Regions from separate parts of the Mus musculus genome. Here region 1 is linked to region 2. Evidence: chromatin contacts called from public Hi-C data. All regions are on one chromosome and are shown on one strand. Each heading gives the region's core, a stretch centred on a gene start, on an enhancer-like site or on the middle of the called end of the contact. The rest is flanking DNA. Distances are from core to core; before and after follow the strand shown. Region 1 overlaps Sgk1 (serum/glucocorticoid regulated kinase 1). Region 2 has its middle 85 kb from the start of Aldh8a1.

The links. Hi-C and Micro-C count contacts between places; a contact is called where the count stands out from the background.
Region 1: a contact with region 2 is called in a Hi-C map of liver, with 4 times the contacts expected there. The contact joins two enhancer-like sites. A contact is called at or near these places in 2 of 15 datasets of contacts at CTCF or cohesin (both in the NIH/3T3 cell line), 8 of 484 Hi-C or Micro-C datasets (the G1E-ER4 cell line, bone marrow-derived macrophages, cerebral cortex and 5 more), 12 of 115 datasets of contacts at active chromatin or transcription factors (astrocytes, embryonic basal ganglia, embryonic limb bud and 9 more) and 1 of 9 other capture datasets (embryonic stem cells).

The regions. Positions count from the first base shown.
Region 1 is chr10:21,934,332-21,940,005 of GRCm38.p6, forward strand. The region is part of intron 2 of Sgk1 (serum/glucocorticoid regulated kinase 1); the gene reads left to right. Among named protein-coding and RNA genes, the nearest start is that of Gm46215, 55 kb to the left of the region's middle. Within about 2 kb of position 2,335, at least 87 of the 459 cell types and tissues checked have an H3K27ac peak or open chromatin away from gene starts, as enhancers often do. A contact at or near this core is called in liver, where this site is marked.
Region 2 is chr10:21,458,704-21,464,939 of GRCm38.p6, forward strand. No RefSeq gene overlaps it. Among named protein-coding and RNA genes, the nearest start is that of Aldh8a1, 85 kb to the left of the region's middle. Within about 2 kb of position 1,453, at least 6 of the 459 cell types and tissues checked have an H3K27ac peak or open chromatin away from gene starts, as enhancers often do. A contact at or near this core is called in liver, where this site is marked.

The DNA of each region.
Region 1 (5,674 bases), core at 1,085-3,584, 480 kb after region 2:
TGTTCCTTCATTTAAAATGGTAACATTGTTCTGACGTAGTAAATCATGTCTCCACATTAACCCCTAATATTTGCTTACATGGCAGAGGTGTCAGGTACAATAGTGGAATGGTGGGAAAAATGGAAATATAAGTGACTAGCAAAATTGTAAACCCATAGGAAGTTAGTAATGACAAATCCCTGTGGCACGCAGAAGGTAAACAAGAAAAGGTGGAGCACAGACAGCATGGAGGTGGAAACCATAACCCCAGCACTTGGGGTGGGGTAGGGTAGAAGCATCAGGACTTATTACGGTCATTCTCTTTAGCTATATAGCAAGTTTGAATCTAGCCTAAGATATTTGAGGCTGTGTCTCAAAAGGAAGGCAGGAGTAGGAGGGGTTGGAAATACTGATGTGTCCCAAGGTATATATAGAACTAGGAAAATTAGTTAATACATTATTTTGTATGGGTTTGATTTGTTAGTGGCGGTGGGGTTTCTTTTTTTTGGGGGGGGGGGGAGAAGGGCAGGTAATGAATGTATTTGTATTAAGAGTTATTAAGGCCACAGATAGACAGACAGACAGCAGCGTAGTGGAGGAGTCTGAATACAGTTCAGTGCCTAGCACCAGGGACAGACAGCATGGTAGGGGCTTTGAAAAGAAAAATCAGAGGTGAGAGAGGGGTCTCTCTGAGGTAGACCTGAGGGTAGTCTCACAGCACAAGCCTCTGTCTGGTTCTCTGATTTCCCAGGCAGGGAACAGGACATGTGACCACCAGTATCCTCTTTGATATGCAATCGCTTTCCCAGGTGAGAAATCCTGCTGTCTGGTGTTCTGTTTGCTTGAGACTCACAGACAATGTCTTCTGGTTCTGTCAGTATCTGCAGGATGGGAGAGTATGGGGCCTGAGTGACAGCTAGATCCTAATGGGAGAGTATGGGGCCTGAGAGTATTCTGGCCTGAGTGACAGCTAGATCCTAATGTTACATGCCTACATTTCCAGATTGTGTTTATTCATTAAAAAAAAAAAAAAAAGGAGTAGGTGAATGATTTTAATGGACTAGGAAAAGAGGAGACCCAAAGGAGAGTGTATCCACTTTGTCTAACTTCTAAATTAGCGTGGGATTAGGATGGGGCCTTCCCGTCTACAGCAAATAATCAGATATAGTGGGGAGGCACAGCCTGGTATCTATACTCCTGTGTCTAGGGGATGTTACTGGGTCCAAGCAGCATGCTGGACAGTATTCTGAAGGAAATGAATTAGCATGCCAATTAGCAAGGGTCTATCTGTGGAGTCAAAACAGTTATTAAAAGAATAATCACAAATATAAGTCAGAAAGTTCGTGGAAAGTTTTGAAATTGGTTTGAATTGGAGTTATTGAGAGAAGGGGTGGAGATTGAGTTAATGATAGGCATCAGAGAAGGGAGGTCGTGGGAGAGGCAGACAGTCAAGGTCGTCTTAATAGCGCTGCTATAGACTTCCTTAATAGACGATCCTATTCCATTGTTTAGGAGCAAAAGCGATATGTCATATGCAGAGGAAAGTAATAGCTTTGGCTATTTAAATGGCTAAAATAGACATCTTGCTTAGTCTTGTCAAGTTGACACACCCTGCAGCCATGTGGGAAGAGAGCAAGTCAGGTGAAGAATTGCTTCAGTCACACTGGCCTGTGAGAGACTGTCTTGATTCGTGTGGGAGGACCCTGCCCACTGTGTAAACCATTCCTAGGCAAGAGGGTTCAAGATACATAAGAAAAAGCCATGAAGGTGGCACGTGCCTTTAATCCAGAGGCAGCTGGATCTCTGTGAGTTCGAGGCCAACCTGGTCTACAGAGCGAGTTCCAGGACAGCCAGGGCTACATTGAGAAACCTTGCCTCAACACACACACACACACACACACACACACACACACACGTCAAAAAAGAAAGGGAAAAAAGGATGAAAGGAAGAAGAAAGGGAAGGAAGAAAGGAAAGGAAAAGAAAGGAAAGGAAAGGAAAGGAAAGGAAAGGAAAGGAAAGGAAAGGAAAGGAAAGGAAAGGAAAGGAAAGGAAAGGAAGCTTGGCCTAAGCCAGCACACAAGCCAGTAAGCAGCCTTTCTCCATGGTGTCTGCTCCAGGTTCCTATCTCAGCTCCCTTAGGGATGGACTATTAACTGGAAACATTAGCTGAATCCTTTCCTTCCCGAAGTTGTTTTTGGTCATGGTGTTTACCATAGTTACAGGAAAGCAGACCAGGGACAATTGCTCAATGTAGCTGTGGCTTTGAACCTGTAACATTTTAACTCTCCGTAAGTTAATGGGTTTGAGACACAGTCACATGGGGGCCGGATGGGCCTTGAATTGACTGTGTAGCTAAGGAAGGTTACAACTTCCTGTCCTCTTCCCGCTACCTGCCAAGTGCTGAGGCTAAAGCTATGTGCCTACACACTCCGCTTCTCTCATGTTTACAGACAGATAAAAGAACAGGAAGTGTAAACAACCCTGCCCTGGTGATAACTGCCTCCTCGAGATTAAAATGGATCTGGATGGCAGTCCAAAAGGACTGGCTTTACCTCTATTATCCAAACTTTTAAGATTACATTAATACATTACTTGTGAGTTTGTGGTAAACAGCACAGCTATCAGGAACCCCACCTGTAGAAGGAAACAGTTGCAATTCCATCATACTGGGAGGAGGCCAGGCACGAGACACAGATGGTCTCCCACCATGAAGCCCGTCTACCAGGGCAAAGAAAGTCTCTGGAGAAACTCCCACTCCTACAGCACCCTTACTGTGCTCAGTCTGTCAGGGGCTTGCTCTGGCCGTGGGTCTCAGTGAGGTCCTAGCAATCACAAAATCCAAGGCGCTCATTTTCTCACGCCCTCGTGTCCTCCAGAGCCTTGCAAACACGAGACACAGTTGGTATTCAATGTGATCCTCCCCCCACCCCTTTGCCTTTATTAGTTGAAGCTGAAATTTTGCTCATGCAAACTTTTCTAATACCGAACAAGCGGCTAAGCAAAAACCCTCAGCGGCCCAGGCTGGCTGTAAATCTCCTACATTCCAGCAGCTGCCTGCCAAAGTTCGGGCTGATTCTCATTAAGTCTACCCTCTCATATGGGATAGATTTGGCTGAGTGAGGATTTCCTCAGATTCCAAGACCTCTGTCTGTCTTTCCACTAAGTCGGCTTAGAAAGCGCTGACTCAGCAGGCAAACGCTGTCCCGTGCTTCCCCACCCCCGCCCCCACCCCCCAGGTCTAATGAAGTCATTGTCCTCTCTAAGGAGCCATGCCATGTCACTACCAAACAAAAAAAACTAACATTGAAGTTCTGACAAGATTAAGTGTCAGGTCATGGCCTCCTCCTTATCAGCAGTTTATGAAAGGCATTGGCAAAGACCATATTTAATCAACTAATTAATTAGTTAATTAATTAATCAGACTTCATGCAGTTCGGGGCTGGTGTCTAATTACTGGTGCATGCGCAGTTTCATCTAGCTCCTCCAGGATACCTGTGCTCACAAGTGTCCCTTAGATTCTGTCTCTGTATTACTAAACTCAGGAGCCCAGCAAGTTTGGAAAGGAAAGAGTCTGTCAGGGAAGTTTCCATCTTGGATTGACTTTTATGACATTGTGAGTTTTTTCTGATCTTTCTTCAAAAAATACTATAAAAAAAAAAATACACTAAAATCAGCCAGATGGATTTGGAAGTTTTTGGTTCCCCTTAATTTATATCATATTTTTATGAAGGCTTGTATGGATTTAAAACACACAGACACAGACACATACACACATTTCAAATTTCCCTCTTTGGAAGTTTTCTGCTTTTGATATGACATAAAAGAGTCTCCAAGGAAATGGGGGTCAGGAGAATTCTAAGTTTGTCACCTACAGCTGTCACTGTTCCTCAAGTTTCTACCTCTATTTTTCTTGGCAAAGCCCTATCAGAGTAAATAGAAATTTTGAACACTAACAGAGGAGCAAGCAGCCTGGTCTTGAACTCATTTGTGTAGCTGAGGGTGACCTTGATTTGTGGGTCTTCTGTCTCCACATTCTTAACTCTGGGATTACAGGCATGGCCAGCAAGGCGGGATGTGTATGGAGCTGGAAATGGAACCTAGGGCTTTGTGAATGCCGGCCATTCCAGCAGCCTGCCGTCCAAGTCACAGCCCTCGACCCACCAAGGAGATTATAAGGAGTACTTTTTGAAGAGACATGGCAAATATTTTTAAAATGCCCCTTTAGGTCATGAAAATCCAGGTAACTATTCTTGCCAATGTTTGTTTGTACATAATTGATATAAACAAAACTGGAGAAAAAAATTAACGCCAAAAACTTACAATTCTTTTCTCTAGAAAAGCAGCATTTTAAGATTATTTATTCCAGTTGTAAAAGTAGAAACTCTACTGTTTTTTCTCTGAGGTTTTGTAATTTTTTCCTTTGGTTTACAGTCACCTGAAATGGCCTAAGTACCCACAATTCAAGCACTTCTTTTTGGATAAAAACCAGAAAAGGATTATGTTGCATGTGGACCTTCTGCTCTGAGCCAGTGAGGAGTTGCAGGTTCTACTGCCAGGTTTAATATGTCTTCCAATATAAATCTACCTGGCTGGTACTGTAGCAGTTCTTCTTGACCTTTCCCGTGATTAAAAAACACATGTAGGATTGTTTTATAATCACATTATTGAAAACTTTAAAAGCAATCTAATTGCTTTTGTATATGTATTCTCTCCCTATTTCACATGTATACTTATTTTGCACACAACTGTTTTTATTGTGTATTAATGTAAACTTATCCTTTTCTTCACTTAACCTTTGGCACATTCATATATTACAATATAAATGTGATGATTAGCATTATGGGTAATAGTCTAGCAGCTCTACCAGACGATTACGTTATGTAACCATAGACCCTAGGATTAGCACTTTCTCTTTCTTCCCTTCTTTCTTTCTTCCTTTTCTCTTCTCTTCTCTTCTCTTCTCTTCTCTTCTCTTCTCTTCTTTTTTCTCTTTCTCTTTCTTTTTCTTTTTCCTTTTCCTTTTTTTTTTTTTTTTTGAAAAAGCTTAAAATTATGGGGTGTTTCTCACTTGGAATAATCTTAGGATAAATTGAATCTTTGTATAAGTTCCCAGGAATCTAGTGGTTTGAAGATAATAATGGTGATTCAAAAGCCTTTCCAGACCAATTTTAGAAAGAGCTGAATCAATAAAGAGGTGGTGATGAGGTCAAAACTCCTGCCCACTACAAACATGAACCCACCCCACCAATGCTTCCACTTCTTCCACATCCCAGAAGGGAATGTTTTAATTTTTTGAATGATTCACTTTTGATTTGATTTAATTAAAACAAAACAAAACAAAACAAAAAACAGAACATTGTTCTATGCTCAGTCTGGCATAGAACTTACTACATTGCCTAAACTGGCCTCAAACTCATGCCAATCCTCCTGCCTACATCTCCTAAATGTGTTAGGGTTATAGGTGTGAACCACCACACCTGCCTTTGTATTTTTTTATTATCATAAATTTCAAATATTTCTTTGATTTTAAATTTATTCTGATTCCTTGTAGCAGTTTCTCTGTGTGTGAGTTTTGAATTTACTTTTTTTATTTTTTACTTTAAAAAAGTTTTATTTCATTTTGTTAAGTTTTGACATTATCTCTTAGAAGCATGTCCTTTTTCTTTCTTTTTTTTTTTTTTTTGCCTTTTTTTA
Region 2 (6,236 bases), core at 203-2,702:
CAAAAAGACACTCTTCAGCATGAAGAAGGAAAGCCATTTATAATGGTCCACTCTAAGGTGAGAATCCAGTGTACAGGGTGTAGCAGTGCCTGCTCCCTAGATGGCACTGTTCTGGGGTGGACTGAGCTGAGGAGTCTGAATCCTGCTGGTGGGAGAGGCTCCTATTCTGTTAGCACACAAATGTTCTCTCTATTTCTGAAGATTCACACTCCCATCCTGTTCTCTCTCTGTGCCTCAGGATTCACACTCCCACCCTGCAGGTTCACATTCCCACCCTGAGGATTCACACTCTCACCCTGAGGGTTCACACTCCCACCCTGAGGGTTCACTCTCCCACCCTGAGGGTTCACACTCTCACCCTGAGGGTTCACACTCCCACCCTGAGGGTTCACTCTCCCACCCTGAGGATTCACACTCTCACCCTGAGGGTTCACACTCCCACCCTGAGGGTTCACACTCCCACCCTGAGGGTTCACTCTCCCACCCTGAGGGTTCACTCTCACACCCTGAGGGTTCACACTCCCACCCTGAGTGTTCAAACTCCCACCCTGAGGGTTCACTCTCCCACCCTGAGGGTTCACTCTCACACCCTGAGGGTTCACACTCTCACCCTGAGGGTTCACACTCTCAACCTGAGGATTCACACCCCCACCCTGAGGATTCACACTCTCACCCTGTGACACACAGAATAAAAATATGAAGGCATACAAGGGAGCGACTAGGCAAAGTTCTGAGGTTCTGGACTGAAGATTCACTGCTATGAGAGAGTATGGTTAGGTTTTAAATTTCCATATACATAAATACATATAGGAAAACATATCTCATGAGGTAAGAATTGATAAACTTGAAATTCTTAGGCCAAGACCTAGCACAAGTAATGTTGGCTTGCGGCTGTTACCACTATCTCAATTTTATTGATGAAGATACTAAAGGCTGAGTCTTTGCCTTATTTAAGCAATTGCCCATCAGGATGGGATCCTGATTGAGAGTCTGCTAGGAAGCCTGGCCCAAGTTGATCCTCAGCCTTTTGTGATTGCACACAGAACATCTAACTGGAAAAAGTTGTGGACCAATAGGTGAAAGTGACTTTTTAAAACTTAAATACCAAAATGCATGTTACTCTTGTTCAACTCCTTCCTTGTATAACAAGCCAATGAATAATTTAGCTAACATTTCTTGGTTTTATCTAAGGTATATAGTTTTACAAATATCCATTTTGGCTAAGCCAGCAATTGATTATTATTCTAGCAAGAAAACAAAATGTAGTTTGGGAAATCAGTCTGAAGTGATGTTTATACATTTCGAATTGAAAAGAGTGCCTCAATTTAAAGGTAAATGAATTGGAATATTCCTAGTGCCAGGATTTATTTCAATGTAACACAGAACACAGATGAAGAAAGGGACACTTGCATCAAGCGACAGTAATAACATGTGTAGTAGGTTATTAACTCTGTTCACTTGCTCACTCTCTCAGTAATGTTTAACAAGGTTTTATTGATTATAATAGCCTTGATTTGTAAGTGGGAACAGAAGATCACATTGTGGGCACCAGGCCAGTTCTTGCACACAAAGTCTGCAAGCCAAAGATTTCATTAATAATTTATTTTAAGGGGATTATACAAGCCCTCGTGGGCCTTTCTTTTGCAGGCATATTTCATTATAATGCATAGCTTGATTTGTGAATAACTAGGATATTAATTCTGGAAGGCACCATGAACTGGAAACTGGAGGGCCTAATCAGGGCCAGAGCTAGGTTTTCTGTCTTCTATTGCAAAGTCTTTGACATGGGATGTATGCAGGTTCTTTCATCAATAGAATCCTGAACACTGGCTGCAGATACAAAGACTATGACAGCTCAATAATTTACATTTCTCTAAGAAGCTTACCATAGAAGACCCCGGATGCTCTGGGATCATCTTCTGAGCTTTCTCGGGAGGCTGAATCTCCATGTTAGAGCTCATAAAGATTGAGTTTCAGAAACTGTTCAGTGAGCCACGGTCCCTGGCAAGTAGAAAATGACCTTAAATGGTCCATCTTAAATGGACCATTAAATGGTTCAGAACTCTATCCAACATTGCATATAGTTCCACATTCATGCTGAAACTATAGATATCTGTTCTTCCCTGTACCAAGAAAGTGAGATGCAACTAGCAGCTCATGGCTGCTCTGCCCCCAACTGCTTGTCTGCTCACTGAAGGCCACAGATCCATATCAGCTGCACTTGAGGCTCTTGGCCTGCTCTCTCTTCTATAATTCATTCACCCACCATCTCTGACACATAACTTCTTCCTTTGGATGTTTATAGCTTGTGTTTCTACACTCGATCTTATCCAAAAGACCGAGAAGCGATATAGCTTGTGTTTCTATCTTGCCTGTTTTAATGGCTGTTTCACATAGACTGCTTGATGCTCTTTTTTGGTCCTGTTCATTCTCAACTCTGTGGCTGGTGGCCAGCATCAAAGTACTCCTGAAAGGTGTCTGAAGGTCTGCAGATTCTTGTTTGTCTGGAAGAAAAGTCCTGACATTTAGTTCTTGACATGAGTTTATGAGTTATGACCATGTCTGTGGCTGGGTTACTCCTAGACTGCTGTGGTGGTTCTTGTTTCTACTCTCAACTATGACTAGAGTCACATAGCTGAGTGTTCTAGATCAAAGAAACACGAGGGATTTTGTATCTCTTTGATTCTGGCTGGAGAAGGAGCACTGAACTCATGCTAACCATGGCTTACTAGCATTCTAGAAACACAAATGCCCTGCTTCAACCTGGCTAGTCAACAGCTTCAACCACAGGTTCTGTGACTGGTGGTAGGCAGGTTCAGGGCGAGGGTAGCAGGGAGATTCTCTGCCAACACACACAGCCTTGATGCAGGAACACAGCAATATGCCTCCACACTGTCTACATCATGGTCCAGCTCTGAGAGCAGTGGCTCTCAATCTGTGGGTTGAGACCCCTCTGGGGGCTGGGGGGTATCGAACAATCCTTTCTCAGGATTGGCCTAAGATCATCAGCAAACAGATTTTATATTATGATTTGCACCAATAGCAAGCTCACAGTTATGAAGTAACAACAAAAATACGTTTATGGTTGGGGTAACCACAGTGTGGGGAACTCTGGCATTAGGGAAGGGTCATATCACTAGAAAGGTTGAGAATGGCTGGCCATGAGCTAACAAATATCTACGAAGTAGTGTGCTCTTCACCTCTTAAGTCATACCTGTCTACTGTCTGACCTTTAAACTTCAAAAGTCATCATGTCTTCCATAGAGCCCACGAATTTGCCCTGTGCGGATTCTCTTAGCTGTGGCAGAAGAGGGAAAACACTTTATCAGAAATCTAGATAATAAATATGTTAAGTTTTATGACCCATGCATTCTCTCTCAAAGATAATTGGCTCTGATGTTTGTTGAGCAGAGGTCTGAGAACATGAAAATGAGCTACCATGCCTTTGTCCCCATGAGGTCTAGGAACCATCATTTGTATGGTTAGATTATAACTAGAGATGTTACCGAACTCTCTCTCTCTCCTGGGTGCTCTTGGGGAATATCCTTGTTAGAGTGGAGTAGAGTCATAGAAACATAGTTGAGAGAGTGAAATGGTATGTGTGTGTGTGTGTGTGTGTGTGTGTGTGTGTGTGTGTGTGATCTTATCTATTCTAAATTGGCATTCCTGCCCAGACTGATCAGCAACCTCCAGCTCTTTCTAGGATTTATCTCTGTGTGTCAAGTGCCTTTGTTGCCTTCTCCCCCTTCCAAAATCCAGTCTCTGTCTAAGGACCACTTCTTCTTTGAGGCTCTTACTGCTTTAAACACAAGACCGATTGATTGGCTCTTTTAATTATATGTTACCCTTAAGTTCTATTGGATTGCCCCATAATCACAGCATTGTATCTGGCTCATTAGAAGTGCTCGTTTATGGCCTGATATTTTATAGCTGCTCAGATGAACTTGTTTCCCCATGGATTCTTCTCTAAAAATATAGCTCTGGTGAATACACAATTCTTCTTGGCCAAGGCATGCTAGCAAATGAGCAGTTCCTTTTGGTTGTGGCGTTTAGCTTGCTATAGTGACCCTGGAGGTCTGATGTCTCTGCCTTCTAATGATGAAGGGACCCAGAGCCTCCACTTTCAATGGACTCTGATTTTTCAGTTCACTAAGTCCCATGTCCTGCTTTGAATGTGTAGAGTTTTAATTTTTCATATGTCAAGCAGTTAAAGCCATAAAGCAGACACTTTCAAACAGCCAAGCATGGAGGCAGAACATTTTTGAAGCCTGGCTCTATTTACAACTGAAAGAGGTGACCCAGCAAGGGCTGCAGATGTTTCTATACTCCAGGGTTCCATGAGCTGCACAGCGTCTGAAGACAGCTCCACGGAGGGCAGCGAGCCAGGAGAGCTGTGTAGGAAAGCAGAGTTGGAGACATCAGTCAGACCTCAGGGTATTTCCACCTCCCTCTGGCCAGTCCATGCAGCCATGCTTCTAGGAGAATTTAGAAATGAGACACTCCAGTGTGCCAGCTGTTTCCAGCTGGGCAAAGGAGAACCTGTACAAGTCTTATTATACTTTGTGGTCTGGCAGCTTCAGAGTCATGACAGCCCATCTAGTTCCCTAAACCACTGGGTGTTCATCCAATGAATGGAATGCTCACCTTAACATAAAATGCTACAGTAATAGCATCAGCCAATGTGCAGGATCATAGGACTTTAGCTTTTAGCTCTGTGAGAAATGTCTGGTTTTCATTTAAAGAAAAATGTCAGCCCAGACACACATTTTGCATTATGTATAGGCAAGTCACGGGACCCAGAGCTTCTTTGTGAGACTTGACATAGCAGGAGTGACAGAGCTGTCCTTTTTGTCAAGACTTTAGTGAGCAAATATTCTAATTGTATGAGCATTGCAGAAAGAGAAAGTGTTGACCGACCACCCTTAGAATTAGTCATGATTGTCTTATTAGACAAATTTACATTAATTCTTCAGTTAGGATCTAAAATAATGAGCTTCATGATGACCTTGCCATATATAACTGCAGCTGTACTGAGCTCCTCTTACAAATACATTTTAACATTGCCTGTTGACTATCTTTACCTCCGACACTAATGGGGCTAACACTTTTATGAAGCCAGCAGAGTCAGAACTTTCCAGAAGCTCATATACAGCTATGCTCCTCTGATGTTTTAAGTGATCTCTTGCTTTCAGCCCACAATGGCTTGCTTCCTTTTATTTTTGGAAATCATCTACTTTGGAAATATTTATATTTCTTATATTTATATTTTAAGAGTAGCATCTATTAAATAGTTATTTCACTTAGAAATCAGACTCATTCTGTTTGGGGATGATATAATTACAATAGACAATGTGGATATGCAAATGTATTTTCAGCAGATAAGTAAGGACAAAACTGAATGACCATAGGGAGTTTCTGGCTTGAAATTAATTTATTCTCCTAAAAATATTTCTTGTTTTACTTAACTGTTCTTTATTAGAACACAATAGACCCAATGTAGACAAAGTCTCACCCCAATCCTGACAAACAACTCATCTTCAGGGGTCCTGTTTTTCTAGCTATTAAATGAAGGGACCATTTTGTGGAGGAAATAGTTCTAAATGGTTAGGGTGAGTAAAGTATTGTGTTTTCTGGAGTCTTGCATGCAGTTGTTTTGCCGTGGTACATAATTTGGTGGAATCTAATTGTATACTGAGGCCAAGTTCTTCTGAATAGCATCTCAGCATCTTCCTACTGTGGTTTTAAATTGCTTTTCTGTCTCATTTCCCTCCTGGCTTCCTCCTGGGCTCTTGCTTCTTTCTCAGTGTTGCTAAAATGTCTTCTCTTGGGGAGATAGAAACAATGTCTACCCTTCCCACAGAGGTCCAAAGGACAAAGGGAGGCATGGATCCACCAAATATTGACTCTGGGGCAATCTGTGAATTTATTAGGCTTACTGACAGAGCAATGGAGTTTGGAGACAGGATCATGTACAGCCTTAAAGCCACCACACTGGAATATCTGTATCCAACATGAATGGTAACTGCCCCTTTGGCTATAGGTGGGACCCCTCCCCAGTCCTTTCCAGTCTATAAACGCCAAGCTCTTCTTTGATGTCATGTGCAATTAGGGCAGACTAGCATACGCCTAATTGGAAGGAGTTGCTGGATACCCAGGTGATGGTCCTGTGACCCTCCCTGACCATCCTTCTATGAGGGACGGGGAAGAGTCAACAAGCCCAGCTGTGGAGATCCTTT